5 separate regions of the Mus musculus genome follow, and regions 1, 2, 3 and 4 are each linked to region 5. The links are chromatin contacts, called in public ChIA-PET and promoter capture Hi-C maps. All regions are on one chromosome and are shown on one strand. The core of a region is the stretch at or near the end of the contact, and the rest is flanking DNA. Distances in the headings are between cores, read along the strand shown.

The links. Promoter capture Hi-C pulls out the DNA fragments that hold promoters and counts their contacts. ChIA-PET counts read pairs in DNA pulled down with a chosen protein or histone mark.
Region 1: a contact with region 5 is called in an RNA polymerase II ChIA-PET map of memory CD8 T cells, with 15 read pairs. The contact joins the enhancer-like site here to the promoter of Cnih1 in region 5. A contact is called at or near these places in 4 of 39 promoter capture datasets (the 3T3-L1 cell line, the C10 cell line, the HPC-7 cell line and 1 more), 2 of 115 datasets of contacts at active chromatin or transcription factors (memory CD8 T cells and pancreatic cancer cells) and 2 of 9 other capture datasets (embryonic stem cells and liver).
Region 2: a contact with region 5 is called in an RNA polymerase II ChIA-PET map of memory CD8 T cells, with 5 read pairs. The contact joins the enhancer-like site here to the promoter of Cnih1 in region 5. A contact is called at or near these places in 4 of 39 promoter capture datasets (the C10 cell line, the HPC-7 cell line and hippocampal neurons), 1 of 115 datasets of contacts at active chromatin or transcription factors (memory CD8 T cells) and 2 of 9 other capture datasets (embryonic stem cells and macrophages).
Region 3: a contact with region 5 is called in a promoter capture Hi-C map of neural stem cells. The contact joins the promoter of Socs4 here to the promoter of Cnih1 in region 5. A contact is called at or near these places in 15 of 39 promoter capture datasets (the 3T3-L1 cell line, the C10 cell line, the HPC-7 cell line and 10 more), 3 of 484 Hi-C or Micro-C datasets (cortical neurons, embryonic stem cells and large pre-B cells), 4 of 115 datasets of contacts at active chromatin or transcription factors (effector CD8 T cells, extraembryonic endoderm stem cells, memory CD8 T cells and 1 more) and 2 of 9 other capture datasets (liver and pancreatic islet).
Region 4: a contact with region 5 is called in a promoter capture Hi-C map of the HPC-7 cell line. The contact joins the promoter of Gch1 here to the promoter of Cnih1 in region 5. A contact is called at or near these places in 12 of 39 promoter capture datasets (the 3T3-L1 cell line, the C10 cell line, the HPC-7 cell line and 7 more), 1 of 484 Hi-C or Micro-C datasets (embryonic stem cells), 5 of 115 datasets of contacts at active chromatin or transcription factors (astrocytes, effector CD8 T cells, large pre-B cells and 2 more) and 2 of 9 other capture datasets (adipose tissue and liver).

Annotation. Positions count from the first base shown.
Region 1 is chr14:47,103,414-47,106,113 of GRCm38.p6, reverse strand. Samd4 (sterile alpha motif domain containing 4) reads right to left here. Exons shown (of 13, transcript NM_001037221.2): 13 at 297-2,700. All of the region lies in intron 3 of Gm10371 (predicted gene 10371), which reads left to right. Among named protein-coding and RNA genes, the nearest start is that of Gm10371, 11 kb to the left of the region's middle. Within about 2 kb of position 1,318, at least 80 of the 459 cell types and tissues checked have an H3K27ac peak or open chromatin away from gene starts, as enhancers often do. A contact at or near this core is called in liver and memory CD8 T cells, where this site is marked.
Region 2 is chr14:47,164,144-47,166,843 of GRCm38.p6, reverse strand. It overlaps Gch1 (GTP cyclohydrolase 1), which reads left to right. Exons shown (of 6, transcript NM_008102.4): 3 at 313-368. Among named protein-coding and RNA genes, the nearest start is that of Gch1, 24 kb to the left of the region's middle. Within about 2 kb of position 1,258, at least 48 of the 459 cell types and tissues checked have an H3K27ac peak or open chromatin away from gene starts, as enhancers often do. A contact at or near this core is called in the HPC-7 cell line and memory CD8 T cells, where this site is marked.
Region 3 is chr14:47,275,510-47,278,209 of GRCm38.p6, reverse strand. Socs4 (suppressor of cytokine signaling 4) reads right to left here and starts at 1,290. Exons shown (of 2, transcript NM_080843.3): 1 at 989-1,290. It overlaps Wdhd1 (WD repeat and HMG-box DNA binding protein 1), which reads left to right and starts at 1,353. Exons shown (of 25, transcript NM_001360532.1): 1 at 1,353-1,689. The coding sequence starts at 1,613.
Region 4 is chr14:47,188,090-47,190,789 of GRCm38.p6, reverse strand. It overlaps Gch1 (GTP cyclohydrolase 1), which reads left to right and starts at 1,377. Exons shown (of 6, transcript NM_008102.4): 1 at 1,377-1,838. The coding sequence starts at 1,523.
Region 5 is chr14:46,786,917-46,789,616 of GRCm38.p6, reverse strand. It overlaps Cnih1 (cornichon family AMPA receptor auxiliary protein 1), which reads left to right and starts at 1,260. Exons shown (of 5, transcript NM_009919.2): 1 at 1,260-1,434. The coding sequence starts at 1,354.

The DNA of each region.
Region 1 (2,700 bases), core at 69-2,568, 320 kb before region 5:
ACCATGTAGTAGTTTGCATTTACCTTGGACAAAACATTCACTGGATATTCTGGGCACAGATCAAACCATGTTCATTCTGCTCATCCTCTCCCCAACCTGTCTCAGAAAGGAGTAGGCAGCTAATGGTGGGCATCACATGGTGTGGTCACATGGTGTGGTCACGTGGTATGGTCACGTGGGTGGAGTTCATGTTGGTTCTTCAGTGAGGGCTGATTTCTAAGAGACATTTTTTTTTAAATAGTTAATCATATTTACAAAAAGAGGAGAGAGAGTGAAAAGACACACGCATACACACCAGTGTTACAAAACCTTGTATTAATCATTTCCCTTCACTCTCAATATAACCATATGAAATATAGCCATGATTCTTATTTCTGTGGGAGGAAATGAATAATAAATACATTGTAGCAAGTTTAGACCACAAGGGTGTTGTCACTGATAACAACATTTGAAAACTGTACACTTGCAAAGAACAGCATGTTCAAACATTAGTGTATCTGCATCAGTAGAGCTTTCACATGTAACAAACATGCTCTTTCCATGTATGACAAATTTAAAAAATATGCATTGCTTGGCAACATGAACTAGGCAAAAATATTTCTTTGTTCACTAACTTTATACAGGAAACCAGGACAAAAGGCATGCATGTACAATACAGATGCCTGCACAGGGCATGCAACGAAAGGAAGCTCTTTGAAAGTCAGCTTGCGTTAGGCATAAATACATGAGGGTTATATATTAATAAGGGAGGAAGTCTCCTGTTTGCCATCACTAACACTCCTGCTTTCTTTTTGCTCCTCCCAGAGGGATACATATTTACCTTTAAGTCAAGATAAAGGATTAAAAAAAAAGTCGCTTTGCAAACATCTCTGATGAGTTGTAAAAAAAGAAAAGAAAAACAAACTGAAAAACAAAGCCAACACAGATATCATCACAGCTCTGTGTACAACTTATCCTTCTGCAGGTTCTGTTTATGATAGGCACACCTGAGCACCCTGGGTTCTCCCCACTCAGGCTAGAGAGGAAGGGCGCCCAACAGAATCCACTTTCCTCCCCTCCCTCGCTCAGCCCTCATCCCAGCTCTGGGGTGCACAGATCTACAAACCTTGCACCAGCGCTAGCTAGCTACTAGGCACAGAGGAAAGGAAGGCCCAGAGAAGACTCCCACTCTGTAAAAGGCAGCCAGCGACACCTCAAAAGAAACTCTGGTTTCCCTCAGTGTCGCATCGGGAGAATGGGAGGTGGGGCCCAGCTGCGGCTGGCTCCCGGCCTGGGTACCAGAAAGAGACCTTCAGCTCAACCCAGGCTGGGCGCTTGATGCAAATAGCAGCCCTAGGCAGGCAGGCAGGCGGGACCCACCGGCCACTACTTTGCTTGCTGGATTTGTGTAATAAGAAAGTGAAACTCAAAAAGCAGGTGGGGGTGGGGAACACACAAAACAAACCATCAGCAGCGTCGTGTTGTGTCTTGTATAGTTTGTGTTTCTTCCTACTGTTTTCTGGTAAGAAAACACTATGAACAAAAAAGCACCAATAAAACATCACCCCATGATATTGTAGACCAGCATTGTGTCTCAGACAGTGCAGACATGCTGCTTAAATCAGGGCGCCTGGGGTGCGGGTGGGGGCGGGGGTGGGGTGGGGTGGAGATGGGGAGAACCTATGCAGTGAAATAGACTTTACTCGGAAAGTTTCAAACCTTTACTATTTAATATAAAACAGCTGTGTTGGGGCGGGGTGGTCAATGGGTAAATACAAAAAAAGGCACTGCAGCTCACTGCTCAAGGCCTGACTTCACAGCCTCAGGCATGCAACTGCTCGACTCTTTTTAAAATTTTTTTTTATAAATAAAATTTCTTTGCTTTAGGATTTTTAAATTGAGCTGTATACCTGTAGTCAACACAGGACTCAAATCAAGGTGGGGGGGGGGAGGTTCTTAAAAATCATCAGAACACAACTTAAAAAATAAAAATAAAAACACTAACATAGCAAACCACAACTAAGTAGATAAATCTATACAGTCAATGAAAAATAAGCTTTTCTTTTTTTCTTTTTTTTTTTAAAAAAAGAATTCTGTTGTTACTAATAACAGACTTTATCATGGGTACCAGCCATAGCGAGTTAATAAGTGACATATCCAAAATAATATCTCTAATAATCAGATAACCATTGCTTCTATATTCAATGAAGGAATAAATAGAAATTCAGATTTGCAAATATACTCTATGGTCTTCTTCCTCTTAAAAGATTCGCACTCGTGTGATTGTGTTCACAAACTGGTTTCTGAATATCCCATGACCTTATGGGTACGTGCGTTGCGTGTAGCGGACTTAAACACCTTCTCTTTCCTACAGGATGAGGAGTCCTATTGTTCCTCTCTGTTAACCTTTCCAGCATCCTCCAAACACTTCCTCAGACCCTCTGGCCTTCCCTTTGGCCTTCGACATTTTAACCTGTTCTGCCTGACATGGGATCCTCCATCCCAGCTCCTTCCCCAACACTGAGCTTGGAAAGGGACACGAGGGATGAATGTTAATGGCACTTGGTTAAAAAAAAAAAGTCTATCTATCTACATATAAAAATTAAACATGCTGCCTCTTTCTGCACGTGAATTTGCATCTTCAAGACTGGGTCACCCAAGGAGTGTCCTGCATCTTTTGTTTCTGGTGTTGTTATAAAGTGCTGATTGGGGTGATGATCC
Region 2 (2,700 bases), core at 9-2,508, 380 kb before region 5:
ACAAGCCTATTTTTTTTTTTTTCCTTATTGAGTATAGTTTTTCTCGACAGGTTTTCAGATTTGAATTAAGAATTTTACTAAGGAACATAACAGGTTTACTTTTAATTTGCCATTTCAGTAACAAGTTTGTTCTTAAGAAGTTTCTTCATATAATTTGAAAGTATGTATGGAATTGCTTCATAGGTTTATCCCATTGTCACTGTGATAAACTTAGCCTGTGTGTATGCTAGGGTCTTCCTGTATCTGTTTGTGTTGTTATGAAGTGCTTTCTGTGTCTTCATTTAGCTGGTAATCTCTCTCTCTTCCCTGAAGGTCCATATTGGCTATCTTCCTAACAAGCAAGTCCTTGGTCTCAGTAAACTTGCCAGGTAAGTATGAGGTCTCTAGAATTGCTCCTATTTGCCAAGACTCTCAAGATTTCTTCCAGGCTGGAGCAATGGCTCACTGGTTAAAAGCACTGACTGCTCTTCCAGAGAGCACCAGGGTTCAATTCCTAGCACCCACATGGCAGCTCACAACTGTCTCTAACTCCAGGATCTGACACTCACACAGATGCATGCAGACAAAACACCAATGCACCAAAAATGTAATATAAAATGTCTTCGACATTATAAAATGTCTACCTTCTGGATCTAACTTAGAAGTTAGATCTGTTCTTGCATAGGCAGCCCTAACATTGTCTCTGCCTCCTTCTCCCTCACTGCCTGTTCCTCTCTTCCCCCAAACCCATTACTGAGGTATGAGCTCACAGCTTTCTCTGTAGAGTTTTCCCCAACTGGAAAATATCCGTCACCCCCAGTCCAGCCCTGGATCTTAAGAGGAGGTTAGTTAGCGGTGAGAGATCCGAGAGGAAGCACACACGTGAGTCTAGCTGCACTATCTTTCTATCTGGGGAGACAGAGAGTAAAGAGTATTTGCATATATGGAGAATAGTACCCAGAGCATAGCAGGAAGTACATGTAAGTCATGCAGGCAAAAAACAGATCCCAAGACTCACAGTAAGGCCTACTCTTCTGAAGCTATCATACGTCTCCAAAGCCTACACTGATTCCCAGTGAACTGCACACAAGCAGAGGCATTGGCTTGTCTCACTCTTCCAGGTATTCTGCCAAGGGTCTTGCCCAGCAGTTGAACAGAAACAACTAGAGACTGCATACTTCACGTCAGTGAGTCTCTCTATTGTCTTTTCTCATGGGTGCTAGGAAGGACGTGCTCTGCTAGCCTGCATCTATCCTTGGCTGGGCCTTCTTTCCAGTGTGAATCCTTCCCGTTTTCAAATACGGCTGGATTGGTCAGTGTTTCCCAACATTACTGACATAGATAAGCTTTCTCTCCTCTGTGAGTACATTCATGTTTACAAGGGGACAGAAAGAAAGCGAAGGGTTTCACACATTGCTGTATAATAAGGTTTCTCTCTACCGCACACTCAATTATGTATTGGAAAGTCACTCATACACATCATAGGATTTCTATCCCCTGTGAACCCTGTGGTTCATGTGATTGAAAGAACCGTGAAGGGTTTTCCTGTTGCTTACACACAGGGTTCCTCTCTAGTATGATTCATAGGAAGCAGCCACAACCACTGAAGGCTCTCCCATGATCCTTAGGTACACGGTGCTTCTGTCTGGTGTCAGTCATTTCGAGTTTAGAAAGCACTGAGATAACTGAGGGTTCCTACCCTCCTTGTATTTATATGTCTTCTCCATGTTCCTCATTTTCACAGTGGTCATACTTAAGGATGAATGACCTAGATGGAGCACCTTTTTGCGTGTCTTCTGAATCTGTCTACATCTCCACTCTGTAGCTTTCTTCTGGAGTTTTTATAGCACTTACACTGGTTTGCAGGCCTTTCTATTATTGTTTTCTGTTTCCAAGCTGTTAGGGTGTTCTGGTGTCTTTACCAGGACTCTTGGAGGTCACACAGTAAGAGGAGCCAAGCCACTTGGGACCCTGTTAGCATGTGAGATACGAGGTTTTAAACTTTTGATCAGCCTGCATGTGAGGCTCTGGCTTCCTGCTTTCCTCTGTTTCTCAGTCCGGCAGGCAAGTCCATCCATGTCTAGGTCATTGGCTCTGTGGCTACAAGGCTGCACCTCCCTTTACTTGGCCTGTTCTCCTCCTCTGCTCTTTTTCCTGCATGTTCATGAATTAAAAAAAATTTTTTTTTATTTTCAAGCTGAGCATAGTGGCAAACCTTTAATCAGGAAAAAGAGGCAGGCAGATCTGAGTTCAAGGCCAGCCTGATCTGCATAGTGAGCTGCAGCATAGCCAGGGTTATGAAGAGAGACCCCGACTAAAAAAAATAACACAATTTAAGAGAAAAAGAATTTCCTACCGCCTTTACTTGGGATTTTAGGAAGAAGAGGTGATGTGTTGTGCATGTATGGCAATTTGTGTTTAGCTGGAAGTCAGTGTGCAGGTTTATTTATAGATCTCTGCTAGGCCCCACACGACGGTGGCCTAAATGTCCTTATGTGTTTTAATTTGTTTTTATGGAGTTAGTGAATCCTGTGTAGGTAGGTGTGCTGTGTTCGAGCTGTGTGTATGTACATTTGTCCATGCATATGAAGTGTGTGTGTGTGTTATGGATTAAGAACCAAATGGACGGGTAGGTAAAGAACTACAGTCATTGCATTTAAAGCTAAGTTTGCTTCACTTGCCTGAGGTTACAGTGACCTCAGTCACACTGGAACAAACGTG
Region 3 (2,700 bases), core at 41-2,540, 490 kb before region 5:
AATGGTGAGCTCTGAAAAGCATTACTCTGAAATCCCATTACAATATATTCAATATATAGATGAGTATCATCAGCTCAACTTGAACCTCACACTGTACCTACTCATTTTTATTGTCCAGGTACTGGGCAAAAGAATTATAAATTGGCCTGTCTAAAAACAATAATTTCAAAATAAAAGTAAGTTACTCAAAAGTCATTGTCTCAGGTGCCTTTATTCTTGTGGGAAATTAACAATAGGGTTTTGTTTTGTTTTTTAAAAAAGAATCTCAGATTCTACTTGAGCCAACTACTCTTCCTTTTTATTCATATACAAATCTGAGTGTCTTTTTGGAACCCAGGTTCTTAGAAATGCCTTACAAAATGCCACCATAGCAAGAATACCACGGTTTGAGTAATAACTAAGCTTGCAATTTTTTTAATAAGTTATCTAGATCTACCTCTGTAGAGTTTTCCGGTAATAAAAATAAGTCTGACTGAAACTGTACAGTGGGTACCACAAAAACGCCGTCAAAGCCCCAATTATCACCGAAAATCATAATTTTCAACAGACCAATTTATTAATATGGAGAACGTGAAGAAACAAGAAAAGCATAAACTTAACGGGCCAAGACCTGACTTAGTAGAGGATGTGTTATCGACTGCCACGATGAACAGAAACCTGTAACAATACAAATTAGACCTCTCCTTTTAGATCTAAAAGCAGTTTGGTAAACTTTGGTCGGAACTAAATAGAAAACCCAAGTTAACTCTCTTTAGCATTATTTAGCTAGAGTCGCAAGAAACAAGAATCAGTCCATCCTTTATTACCACAGAAATGACAAAGTTGAGGGCACGAAGGGCGTGAAGAATAAAGGCTTGCCAAGGTCTGTCCCTAACCCGGTCCCGAGGAGCTCGATCGGTTCAAGGAGGCGACTACGGTGGCTCGGGAGGAGATCCTGAAAGGGCAGGCGTCAAACCCCAGCCCTCGCCGCCACCCTTCCCCCTCTCACCTCTCCGAGCTCAGCTCAAGCGGAGCTGTCCGAGCGCCTGCCGCCATCACCACCGCCATCACCCGGCGCTCGCTCAAGCGCGGAAGAGAGGCCCGGCCACTCCCGCTCCTCGTGCGGCTCCCGCCAGGCGGAGGCCTGGCTGTCAGCCCCCGCCCCGGCTCCACGGTCAGCCCAGAGTCAGACTTGCCGCTGCCTCCGCCTGCTCTCCAGGGACCGCCGCCACTTCCGGGTTCGGCTCCCACCTTTTCTTTCAGAGCGGCCCCAGCCACCAGCTCTCGGCTTCGAGGCGGCGCGCTTCTGACGCCACCACCCGGCGACCTCGGGCCGGACCTGGGCTGGGCGGCGGCGGGCCGCGCATGCGCACAGGGCGAGCGCGCCAGAGCGCGGGAAGCGGCTCCGTGCTTCCATCAGAGCAGACGCTGGTGCACACCGCTTGCTCCTCGCCCCCGCTGCCCGTGCTTGCAGAGGGGAAAGCTTGTCATCTCCCGGGCGTGTGTGACATACCTTCCGCTGCATCGTGCTGTGGCTCCTCGGGTGAGGGAAACAGGACTGCACGGCGCGGAGAGGACGATCGCCCTACTGAAAAAAATACCAGTTCTTACAAAACGGCTCAGGTAGGGAAAGATGCCGGCCACACAGAAGCCCATGAGGTACGGACATACGGAAGGGCACACCGAAGTCTGCTTTGATGATTCTGGAAGGTAAGCGTCTTTGGAAACAAAGGACGGGTCCAGCGTGAATGTTAGCCGTCATTCTCGGTATGGACAGCCGGTCGAAGATGACCGATGCGGAGGGACAGAGGAAGGAATAAACAAGGAGCGCCTCTGCCCTGAGGCTTGTTTGCTTTGAACTGTCGTGGCACTTCTAGGACCTCACGAAAATTAAAATCCTTTACCCAGAGGAGTGCCTTCCCGCCACTCACGTCCTCATTCGGTGTCATGTTTATTTTATGAGACAGTTAAGCATCAGCAGTTGCTGTAAATTGCAATGACTGTCGTGCCCAGGAGATGGAATTTTGCAGCTTCCTCTTTCACAGTGTCCCCTGTGTACTAGAGGACATAATGTAAATGTCTAGTTTAGGGCTCAATACTGAGAAGTCGCTTCTTGTCAGCACCTTGTGCGGTCATGAGGCTCTACAATCACCACCATTTACTGGAAATAGAGGCTTCTCTAATTCTTTCTTTCTTTCTTTTTTTTTTTTTTGGTTTTTCGAGACAGAGTTTCTCTGTATAGCTCTGGCTGTCCTGGAACTCACTCTGTAGACCAGGCTGGCCTCGAACTCAGAAATTCGCCTGCCTCTGCCTCCCAAGTGCTGGGATTAAAGGCGTGCTCCAGGCCGGCTGAGGCTTCCCTAATAAAGGCTGAGGGTAGCATTTGAAATGTACATAAATATTTAGACAGCAGTTTGAGGTTATGCAATTTAGCTATGCAGTAGTGTACCCCCTAGGGCCTGAGACCTCCCCTTGCTATGGGCTTTTGAAAGGGTTTACCTACCAAGAATGGGTTCCCCTTTGTGGAATAGACCTTAAATCCAAAAAGCACTTGGTTACCCCTATAGCAGCCATGTCACGCATGCCCACTCAAGTGGACCATTCTTGCCTAGAAGCTGGTGTCCTAGTGAGGGCCTCCTAAAGCACAGGCTGGTCTCCAACTTAACGTGTAGCTGAGGCTGCCTCTGCCTGGCAAGCACGGAGATTACAGGCAGGGCTACT
Region 4 (2,700 bases), core at 128-2,627, 400 kb before region 5:
AAACAAGCTTCCCCTAGTCATTGTGAAAGATAAGGTCAGAGCAGGTTAAAACAGCAGAGCAGCGATCTGGCAGCTCACAAATATTATTATCTCCCTAGGCATAGGGGACTCCGGTGAGTGCCATGCACCATAACTCATGCCTTGAGAGAGGCCAGAGGGTTTTCTAGAGTGGCAGGTGTGTGTGTTGTATACATTTTAAACGACTGAACAATTTTCAAGTCACAACTTCTCCAGTCTTTAAAGCAGGAGAGAGGCAGGGCTCATGCTTTTAATCCCACCGTTTGGAAGTGTGAGGCAGGCAGATCATTTGAATTAAAGGCCTTCCTGGTGGTCGACATAGAGAACTCCAGGCCAGACAGAGCTGCACTGTGAGACTTGGTCTCAAAAAGTAAAACAAAGCACAACAAAAGAATGACACCCAGCACTTGGGAGGCAGAGGCAGGTGGATTTCTGAGTTCGAGGCCAACCTGGTCTACAAAGTGAGCTCCAGGACAGCCAGGGCTATACAGAGAAACCCTGTCTCGAAAAAACAAAAAAAAAAAACAAAAAAAAAAAAAACAAAAAAAAGAATGACTCCAGTAGAAGTATAAACAAGGATGGGGGTGAGGGTGTGTGGGACAACGACTCGTGAGCCCTCACCCTAGACAAAGAGCCACAGGTGACCGAGGAATGCTTAGACTGAGGTAATCTTCCCTAGGACAGAGAACACCAATACCAGATTAGCCCCGAAAATGTATACACACAAGAGACATTAACCAGACTGAGCAAGTTGTATTTATATATTTAGAAACACACATACATACATACATAAGAACTGTTAAAAAAAGAGACTGAATGTAAAAGAGAACAAGGTGTGGGGGGGGGCGGGGTGAAGGTATTTGGGAAGGTTTGGAAGGAAGAAAGGGAAAACAGACAGGAAATTATTGTAATCTCGGAAAAAAAAAAGCTAAAAAGAAAAAAAATATTTAAAAAAGAGCACAAGGTTGCTTATCACCAGAATATTTGCTCCACCCTGCCTGCCCCAGCAAGGTCACCTGTTAGTTAGCTCATCTTTCTCAGGGCAACTAGACCACAGCATTTTTGCGAACACGCCCCCTTTTCCGGTGGAAAGTGAGGGAGAATCGGTGTTTCTATCTCGGAGGTTCCAGCTCCCCGGATTCTTGGCTTTTTGTAGACTCAGTTCTTCCTTTTATAAGTCGAGGGGGTCTAACCAGAAGCTTGTCTTGTGTAACTGCGGGGGTTTAGGGGCCACCCAGGAGGGCGGGGCTCAGGGGCGGGGAGAGATCCATGACGCAAGAGGCTCCGGCCAATGAAAATATCTCGCGGCGCCGGCCGAGTCGCCCTGCCATAAAAAGAGAGGCGCGGCGGGGCTCCCCAGCCGGCGACTGCCCTAGACTCCGAGAGTGTCCCTAGGTGCTGAGCCCCAGTCCGGGTGACGGCCACAGGTTACGGCCGCCGGCTAAGCTGAGCCGCAGCGCTTGTTAGCACCCTAGGGTGTCTCGGGAGCGGTCGCGCCGGGTCCATGGAGAAGCCGCGGGGAGTCAGGTGCACCAATGGGTTCTCCGAGCGGGAGCTGCCGCGGCCCGGGGCCAGCCCGCCTGCCGAGAAGTCCCGGCCGCCCGAGGCCAAGGGCGCACAGCCGGCCGACGCCTGGAAGGCAGGGCGGCACCGCAGCGAGGAGGAAAACCAGGTGAACCTCCCCAAACTGGCGGCCGCTTACTCGTCCATTCTGCTCTCGCTGGGCGAGGACCCCCAGCGGCAGGGGCTGCTCAAGACGCCCTGGAGGGCGGCCACCGCCATGCAGTACTTCACCAAGGGATACCAGGAGACCATCTCAGGTCCGTGCGTGCGCCGGGGTGTGCTGGGCGCCAGGAGGCGGCTTCAGGAAGCGTGGGCAGCTCCGGGAACTTTCCCGAGTTGCTTCACTTTTGGCGCAGGGAGCCAAGTTGTCAGGTCCCGGTCCCAGCTGTGGCCCCAGAGCCTCCACCTGGCGGAGGCGAGGGTCCCTCCTGGCTGGCACTCAGGGCTCTGGGGAGGGTGAATGCATAGCCACTACACTGAACTCCGGGGCGGGAAGGGATGTGAGACCCTCTTACCCCAGCGCTCAGAACGCGATTAGGCACGTGCAGCATCCACCGTTCCCCCCCCCCCCCGCAAGGATCCCGTGGACACTTGTTGATGGGACGCGTCTTGCTTTTGGGTGAAGCCAGGTTTCCGTTACACCCCGTGAGCCAAGTAAAGTTAGGTACTTGTAATGGGGTAGGGAACTTCAGAGAACTGGAATTTGCATCCAACTACTCTAGCTTAGGACTTTACACCAAAATTTGGCACAATTCTGGATTCGGACTTCCTAGCAGTTTGAGGTGTGGACTTTTCTTGAGCTAGCATTATTGCTGAAAGTCTTTAATGTTTGCTCCCTCAAAGAATAAAGGGACACTCCACCCCACCCCCGCGCTGATACTCTGATGGTTGAAGTTCACTGGACCTGGGATTCCGTGCTTTTGCCCTCCTAGCCACCCACCTCCACCCCCGCCGCCTAAAATCCACAGTCTGAGCCTGCTGGCATCAAGTCTTTCCCAGCCAGTGACGAGGCAGTTGCTGTGGGTACAGAGGCAGGGTGAAGAGGAAGTGGAAAGCAGGGCCTTGCTGCCTATTTGGTTAAGCAGTGTTGGCCTTTATAAAAAAGAAGCTCTGGTTCCT
Region 5 (2,700 bases), core at 11-2,510:
CAGTGAATAGGGTGGGGCTATGGTAGAGATGGAAATCCACACAGACTAGAGAAAGGTTTTGCTATTTCCTTGAGCCTGGGGTGTAGTGGCATTTGCCATTTTCCCATGACTCTGAGGATTTAGTGCCCAAGCCAAATAGCACACATTCTCCCAGACCCTCACTGCCTCAGAGTTTCTTCCACTCACCACCAAACAGTGGATGTGTGCTCACACAATGAATGTAACTTTAAAATAAATGTTAATCCACTAGAGTGATGCAGAATTTAAAGTTCAATTCCTTAGCCATCTTAGCCACCTTGTATCCACAAGTAGCCAGTGGCTGTATTCCACAAGAGCAAATGTCTACCAATGCAGAAAGTCTCAGACAGGCTGGACATAGCCCTCTAAAACATTCTATTCCGTTTGCTCCAGTGAGCACATTTCAACACAAATTTATCGTGTCTTTCTTGCTTAAAAGCCTTGAAGAGTTTTTCTTCCATCATCAGCATCTAGTAGATGATGAACTGGTTTCTCAGATTGCAGCCAGCATTAAAAATAAAACTGTTTTGTAGAAATTTTACTTTGTTTTTGATTTTTTTTTTCACCACCACTACCTTTCTAATCTGTGGTCTTTATGTTACAGGGTTACACTGAGAAAAACAAAATCTTTGAAATCTTGTGATAAGCAATAAAGTTTGAAAAGCCGGGGGTCTGGGTGTAAGCCTGAGCTCCTGAACTGAGCGTATTTTGCTACTCTGTGGTTTGAGGTCTTAGACCTCTGTCACCCAAGTTCCACTAACAGATCCATTGCTGGTTGCACCCAAGACACAACGTTTTCCTTTCCTTTTTCCCTTTCCACCTCTGCCCTTTGCTCATTTGAGCCGATTTCCTGTATCGCCAGCACTCCCTTCTCTTTTCCTGCACTTATCATAGAAGCCTCAGATTAGCTTCCAGGAGGGCCGGGTGACCTTTCATAGCATGCACAAGTACCAGTTTACAGCGTTATAACAACATTGTTTAGTCGCTCGTTCCTGGAAGTAGATTAAATCCTTTCAATACAGGCACTTTTAAAATCTACTTTTGCATTTCAAACACAAGACTAGTCTCTGGAACAAGCTAGACATTCATTTAATGGCTATCCAAAGAGTAAACTACAGAATGAAGGACAAAATCAACTGTGCAGACAACAGAAGAGCCACGCAAACTCCGACCATCAGGGGGTGCTCGCGCGGGCGGCCCTCTGCGCAAGCGCGCCGGGAGGAGGCCGCGGCGGCAGTGGAGGCTGAGGCCGGGGGAAGTGAATGGTTTTACCCAGAGGGCCGTGCGCCGCCTTTCTCCGCTGGCCCCGGCGCGCCCGGCAGCTCCTCCCCGGCCATGGCGTTCACTTTCGCGGCCTTCTGCTATATGCTGGCGCTGCTGCTCACCGCCGCGCTCATCTTCTTCGCCATCTGGCACGTGAGTAGCCGGGGCAGGGGGAAAGAGGGCGAGCGACGGCGCAGCCTCTTGCAGCTCCCGGCCCGGGGCTGCGTGGGGCCCCAGCTGCCGGCGCGCGCCAGGACGTGGCCTGGCTGCTAGGGCCGTGGACGCTGCGCGCTCCCGGGCCGGGGTCCGGAGGGCATGGCGTGCGGGGTCCCGGTGTCCACGCCGCCGCGTGCGGGCCCAGGCCGCGCTCCGCTATTCGCGAGCAGGGCTGGGCGGGGCGGGCAGGCGGGCGGCTCCGTGTCTACGCCGGGCCCGCGCGCACGGCTTGTCCGCGTCCCCCGTCTCGATGGATGCCCAGTGCGCACCGAGCGGTGACTCTCGGCGTGAAGTTTTCCTAATTTTTATCCTTGAATTACCGATTTCCTTTTAAGGCTTCCTCGGAGCACGGCCAAAATCGGATATTATAAGTTACTTTAGCTCCATTTCCAACTCTGCTTTGCAGCACTCGATGGGCGATTTTCTAGTAGAACACGGTGGTTGAGAGACGAGTTCCTGGTGAACTTTGAGGCAGCTTGGATTGATTACTTCGTTGGCCACATCTCCGAGTTTTCCCCTGAAGTCATACTTTGGATCGCGAGAGCTTTTTCAGGAGACAGCCTCCCAAGCCACCTCTGTGGTATGGGCTGCATGATTTAGTAGAGGGAGTTTTAATTTGATTTTGAAAATCCTCAGAAACTTTTGGCTCCTCATATGTCCTTGCAGGGTGGACGTGCATTCTTACTGTGCTCTGTCCCTGGTGACAGTTCTATTGAGACAGACTTTTGAGTGTCTCTACCGCTTAGCACCACTGAAAGAGCTCTCTGGGAGATCAGCAATTCTCAAAAGTTGAGCTCATTTGTTTCTATCCTCCCAGTACTTTCTGGAATAATGGCATAATTTGAATGATGGGGCGAGTTCAACCTCGTGTAAATACTAAGTCAGGTTTCATCACCATCCTGTGCGTGATTAAATGGCAGCAGATTAAATGGTTGCAGAAGTCTCCGAAGTAGGTAGATAGATACCAAGGGTCCTTCTTGCTAAGGAGTGTGATTGTATTTAGAGCCTATTTGCCTGTGGATGGGGAATGCTGGGGTCCGGTGTTCACTTTGTCAGAAATAACTGCTACTTCACACAACGCTCATTAGTTTTAACTAAGATTGGAAGAGCATCTTCTGCTCTTTGGAGGAAGAACAGGAAGATGGATAGCTTTCGAGCTGGCCCCATTGTTGTTTCCAATGAAAGTGGAGTGTCTGGCTCCTT